Regions from separate parts of the Mus musculus genome. Here region 1 is linked to region 2. The links are chromatin contacts, called in public HiChIP or PLAC-seq maps. All regions are on one chromosome and are shown on one strand. The core of a region is the stretch at or near the end of the contact, and the rest is flanking DNA. Distances in the headings are between cores, read along the strand shown.

What was found. HiChIP or PLAC-seq counts read pairs in DNA pulled down with a chosen protein or histone mark.
Region 1: a FOXA1 HiChIP or PLAC-seq map of pancreatic cancer cells shows a contact between it and region 2. The contact joins two enhancer-like sites. A contact is called at or near these places in 2 of 484 Hi-C or Micro-C datasets (ECoMG-derived neutrophils and bone marrow-derived macrophages) and 1 of 115 datasets of contacts at active chromatin or transcription factors (pancreatic cancer cells).

What each region holds. Positions count from the first base shown.
Region 1 is chr7:139,476,509-139,479,208 of GRCm38.p6, reverse strand. Inpp5a (inositol polyphosphate-5-phosphatase A) reads right to left here. Exons shown (of 16, transcript NM_001127363.1): 3 at 1,114-1,214. Among named protein-coding and RNA genes, the nearest start is that of Gm46004, 89 kb to the right of the region's middle. Within about 2 kb of position 1,253, at least 27 of the 459 cell types and tissues checked have an H3K27ac peak or open chromatin away from gene starts, as enhancers often do. A contact at or near this core is called in pancreatic cancer cells, where this site is marked.
Region 2 is chr7:139,154,759-139,157,458 of GRCm38.p6, reverse strand. The region is part of intron 1 of Stk32c (serine/threonine kinase 32C); the gene reads left to right. Among named protein-coding and RNA genes, the nearest start is that of Stk32c, 32 kb to the left of the region's middle. Within about 2 kb of position 1,323, at least 50 of the 459 cell types and tissues checked have an H3K27ac peak or open chromatin away from gene starts, as enhancers often do. A contact at or near this core is called in pancreatic cancer cells, where this site is marked.

The sequences.
Region 1 (2,700 bases), core at 4-2,503, 320 kb before region 2:
TCTTCTATATCTCTATCTTCAAATTTTACTTGAGTATAACTAGAATTCATTCTGAGGCAAGGTAGAGTGACATCTTGGGACATGGTGAGGCAGGATCTCTATAAGGAACTTCTCAGCCTGCTGCACCAAGGGCATGCACCATGGAAGACATCCCGTACAGCACGTCTGCCCACCCTTGTTGTTCCACTGCTGCGATGGGAGCCAGTGCTCTGGCCAGCAGAATGCCACCTCAATTTCCTTCTGGGCTGTTTCCGTGCTGCCCTTCTCCCCGTGCCAGTATTAGGAGTGCGTGTTAGGGAGTACGCTTTGGAGCACCAAACTGTCTTGAAGACTACTTGGGAGCAATGTACAGAGTTTTTGATACCCAATCAAGCTCCAAAATCTTGAGTGATGGGAACATAGCACATGTCGCTCGAAAGAAACTCTGCTGTGAACAGGGTGCTTACTCAGTCTCTCTACACACAGTGATGTTCAGGATCTTAGCTGTCACCTGCACGGGCATGTAAGCACTGAAGGAGTACTTCCTTATTTTCTTGTCAAGTTCAGGCCAGATGCAAACAGAAGTAAAGGGGCAAGAAAAAGTGCTAACAAGGGTCGGTGAAGTGGCCTAGTGGGTAATGTCATCTGTTGTACAAGCCTGAAACTTCAATTTGATCCCTGGAGCCCACATAGAAGTGGGAAAAACTGACTCAAAAAAAGTGTTATCTGACCTCTACATGAGCTATGTGGCATGTGCACACACCCCTTACACACATGTATGCATGCACGGAGGCATGAACACTCTCGCGCACGCACATTAAAAAATCAGCAACAGAACCAAGGATAGTGGGAACACCAGAGACCCATGGGGCAGGTAGTGCCTTGAGTGCACTCCAGGAACTGAGGCAAAGCTCAATCCCCAACTGTGTCCATGCCAAGCTGTTCCAATGGAGGGCAGGTTCTAGGAATACCCCATGGGTATTTCTTCTGCACCATTCCCTGTGGTCTACACCTCTCTGGGGAAATTGCAGCTCCCTCAACATGACCCACAGACAAGTTTCAAGGAGTGGCATTCACCACCACATCCCATCCAAAGACCTACCCCACGGTCCACAGGCTCCAGCTGAGACTTACTTGACAAATTTGTCCACATGGGACATGGAGGCCTCGTAGTTTTTCCCTCCAAATTCTTGGCAGTGCAAGGCCATGAAGTGAGGCTTGTGTGTGTGCAGGACCTGGGAAGAAAGCACAGAGTTAGAGCACAAACCACAGCAGGGCAATGAATCATGTGCCTCACCTCAGCAGCCAGGCATCCCACAGACAGCAGGCCAAAGGCCACACCCTGTGTCCACAAGTTCTTTACAGATTCTATGAGTTGCCACCTTTGTGCTGCCAACTGTTTATTTCTAGCCTCTTCCATATTTCCTTTGCAAAGATTCAGAATTTCTAAGAAGCCTTTTCAATAACCTAGAGGCACTCGTCTCTAATTATAAAAAAGCAGTACTATGCTATGGACAAGAAAACATCAGGAAAGTTCTCAACCCATGTCACAACCTCAGCACATCATTAACATTGCTGTGCATACCTGTTGAGAGATTGAGTCCAGGTAACCACGTATGTGGTAGCATGTGCTCCTGTGTATGTCAGAGTGTGACGGCATGTTCTTATGTGCGTGCATCATGCATGCATGCAGAATTGGGTGTCAGCTTAAGTTAGTGTGAGAGCACTGCCTGTGTGCTGTCATGTGTGCATGCATGTATGTGCTCACTATGCACAGGCTCATTCTTAATTCAGGATCACCAAGGCTGGCTTCTAAGCAGACTCCAGTACCCATGCTGTCCATCTTGTGTTTCCCCATAGCCCTAGAAGCTGTAGCCCTATTGTCTAATTTATAGCAGCAGGAGTCTGGCATATGACAGAAACATACCCATGGTCTCATGGGCATTGAGTGAGTGGCACAGCGTGAGCTTGTCTACAGCTCACAACCCTAGTTCTGTCCAACCATTAAGGTTCCTACTTTTCCAAAGCATTGCTGAAGTTACCAGCAAACTTTGCTTGGCATAGGCAGTACAGTGCAGGAAAACCAACCATCTCCTGGGCAGTAAGGTGGTAAGGCACTTGGTTCTGCCCTCTTGGAGCATGGGGAGAGCAGCAGCACCCTAGAGGGCAGATCACTGATGGGAGGCTGAGCCCCAGCAGACATTGAAGAGCTAGTACAAGGGAGGGGGTAAAGGGGGGGGGGGAGAGGAAGGACTTCTAGGAAGGGCTAGAAGGCAGGATCAGAGAAGAAAACACGAAGTTGAGGTTACTATGACCACAGGGCCAAGGTGGTAGCAGGGAAACCCACAGGCAAGGCTGGAAGCCAGTGTATCTAGAGCCAGTCCAGGGTTAGGGGAAAGTCCCCAGGAGTCACAGTTTTCATTTTAGGAACCGAGTTACATAATCATTCTTCAAATCTGGTCTTCAAATCTGGTAGTCTTCATCTAAATTCCAAGTAGCACTTTCCCTTTCTAAGTGAGTTTTTATTGTTTAAGCAAATAGCCTTTCATAGCACAAAGGTCATATTTGAATGACTAGAACTCAAGGGTCAATTACGATCCTACATATCTTCAAAAGAAAAGAATCTAAGATCAACAGCTATGGGCAGTGGAGGAAGAAGCTCCAGGATAGCAAGAAAACACTAGCATAACTGTCAGGCAGGGCATGGTACCAGGCATACTG
Region 2 (2,700 bases), core at 74-2,573:
AATCTCTCAGACTGAGACGCCTTGGTGAACAAGTATCCCACGAAGTTACAGCCCCCTCCCCCCCCCAGGATACAGAACACTGACATCATTCTAGAAAGCTCCTTCATGTTCTCTTCCAGGCATTTCTCTCACCCCAGTGACCAGCATCGACAACTTCTCCCCATTCTTGGCTTTGATTTCCCTCCCTCATCCAATGTTTGAGAGTTTCTCACTGTGTGGTCCAGACTGGTCTTAAACACCTGTCCTCCTGTACTTCTGGGTTCTGGAGTTATAAGTGTGCCACTGCCCCAGCTGTAAGTCTTGGCACCTGGACTGATCTATCTGTTCTTGAACTTGAACACACGGCATTGTGGAATATTAAGTCTGGCCTCTGCCATTCACATGCATTTGAGAACCACCTCAGTTGTTCAGTATCAGTGATCCTAGTAGCTCAACAAGTCATTGAGCAGTGTCTATTGCATGAGTGTACAGTAGGCAGGATTCCCCTGCACAATTGTTCCGTTGACCACACCCTGTGGTTTCCGGCACTTGGCTGTCCGCACGCCTCATTTCTCTTGGGCTGATATCCAACAATAGAATTACTGGACTGTTCAGCCAGTGTATGTTTGACTTTCTAAGAAAGTTTTACACAGTGACTGCAGCCTGTCACGCTTCCGTTACAGCGTGTGGTTCCAGGGGTGCCCTCAGTGGCTCACACATGTGACACAGGCAGAGGCAGGACTATGGTTAGAGTCTAGTTGGCATCTCTTGATAAATAACAAAGGCCAGCTTCTTTTTTACCCTGTCTTGGGTCTTTTGTGATTCCTCCTGTCCTTTTGCTTGCTTTTAATTACACCTTTTGTTAATGATTTGCGGGAGTTTCTTGTATCTCTGCCTGTGGGAGTTGAACCTTACGCTAAGCCTCAGTGAGAAGGAATTGTATTAGCCTGGGTGGTGCCCTGAGGGCTGCTCAGAGGCTGGCTGGTGCCTACTGCTTTCAGTTTCCATTTTTCAGACATGCTGTGCTTTCTTCTGGTTCAGGCTCTGGTAGGTTCTCCTAGATGCAAGGAATGACCCTAACTTCCTCCATGCTCATATCCATTATCCTAACGAACACTGTGGTGGTCTAGAAGCCATCAGAGCAGGGCAGAGTGTCAGGGATCTGGGCCCTGGAGAACTGGGCTGCATTGGAGGAAAGGGGAGAGGTTGACACATGGAAGGGCAAGCACGGGACCTGGCCCCATGCTCTGATGCTCCCCACCCCCAGGGCTGTGATCGTGGGACCAGAGTTACAAGACCATGGTCACAGTGCCCAGTGCCTCCCTTATTTCTCTGATGCAGAAGTGCACAAAACAGTTGTGACTCATCCCCAGTATTTTCTTGAAACTAGGCTGACTGGAAATACTCTACAGGCTTAACAAACAGGGCTCAGATTTTGATTTAACACAGTTTAATGCTGTTTGCAAAGAAAAAGAAAGGTAGAATAAAACTGCCTTAACTGTTCATGGTTAATCTTTGTTCTGCCTCTACCTTTCAACTAGATAATAAGCTTGCACAAAGAAGATCCTATGCACCTGACTGGCTTTGGAGTTGTGACATGTCTCTTGGCTATGTTCACTGTCCCAGGATTAAATGGTGCCCTGTGACTACTGCTAGTTTATACAAGTAGGGCACAGGTTGAAGCTAGGTCCAGGTGCTCTGGGAGAGCAGCATTGTCTGGGGGCCTGAATGGCTCCTGACCGTACCTACTATTAGGGTGTTTGTGGTAACAGCACTGTCCCCTTTAGTGGTGTGGTGAGGGGTGGGAACCAGGTCCCCATGTCAGCACCTAGGACAGTGCCATGACTACCTTGAGGTGCTCAAGGCACTGGGGTTTGTGGTAGTGCACACTCCCTGTCCCACCTCCCACCCTCCGAAAAAGGCCCTGGTGGAGGTCGAGTGAGTGCAAGAGAGTGGGTTTTACAACGGCTGTGACTTGGCTGTGAGGGATGTGTGTTAACCTAGCTCCACTAAGGGGTCTCCTCCTGTTGCCCGTTCTCTTTTGAGCTGGCCATTCTTGCACAGACAGCCATTGTCCTAACTAGTGGCTGGGTCCTTGCGGGTGATGTATCTCCCTGAATCTGAAGAGGGTTCAGGGAGCATGGCTATGTTTCAACAGCGCAGGGCAAGCAGTTATTTATGGCCGGGTGTCAATGCAGGATCACTCTTTTGAGCACCAGAGTTTTTTTTTTTTTTTTTTTTTTGGACTTGATTCTCCTTGGACCAAACTCAGTGATGTTTGTGTTTGTGGTGTGTGTGCTGCAGCCTTGGGAATAGATGGCTTTCATCAGGAACACGCATGGAAGACTCACTAGTCTCAGGGAACTATAGCAACCCATCCCTAATAACCAGCTGTCTATGCTAAGAAATGTTGAGAGCTTGTCCCCTCCCATGAGTGTGCCCTCCCCAGCAGGGCACATGTCCCCAGAAGATTGATATGCGTAGGGACCGATAGCCCCAGCTGAGAGATTTCTGGATGTTTTCTAGAAATATGAATGATCTTACCTTGTTTTATCCTGGGAAGAAGATGCAAAACCAACTTCCACACCTGACTGAGGGTTCGGGGAGTAGGGGTCCAGGGCAGGGTATCTCCTCCTGGGTCTAGACCACCTTCCTAAGGTGAGGCCTGGGAAGAAGGGGGTCAAAGTAGCATTCACAAGGTAGTCCACACTGCTGTGGGGA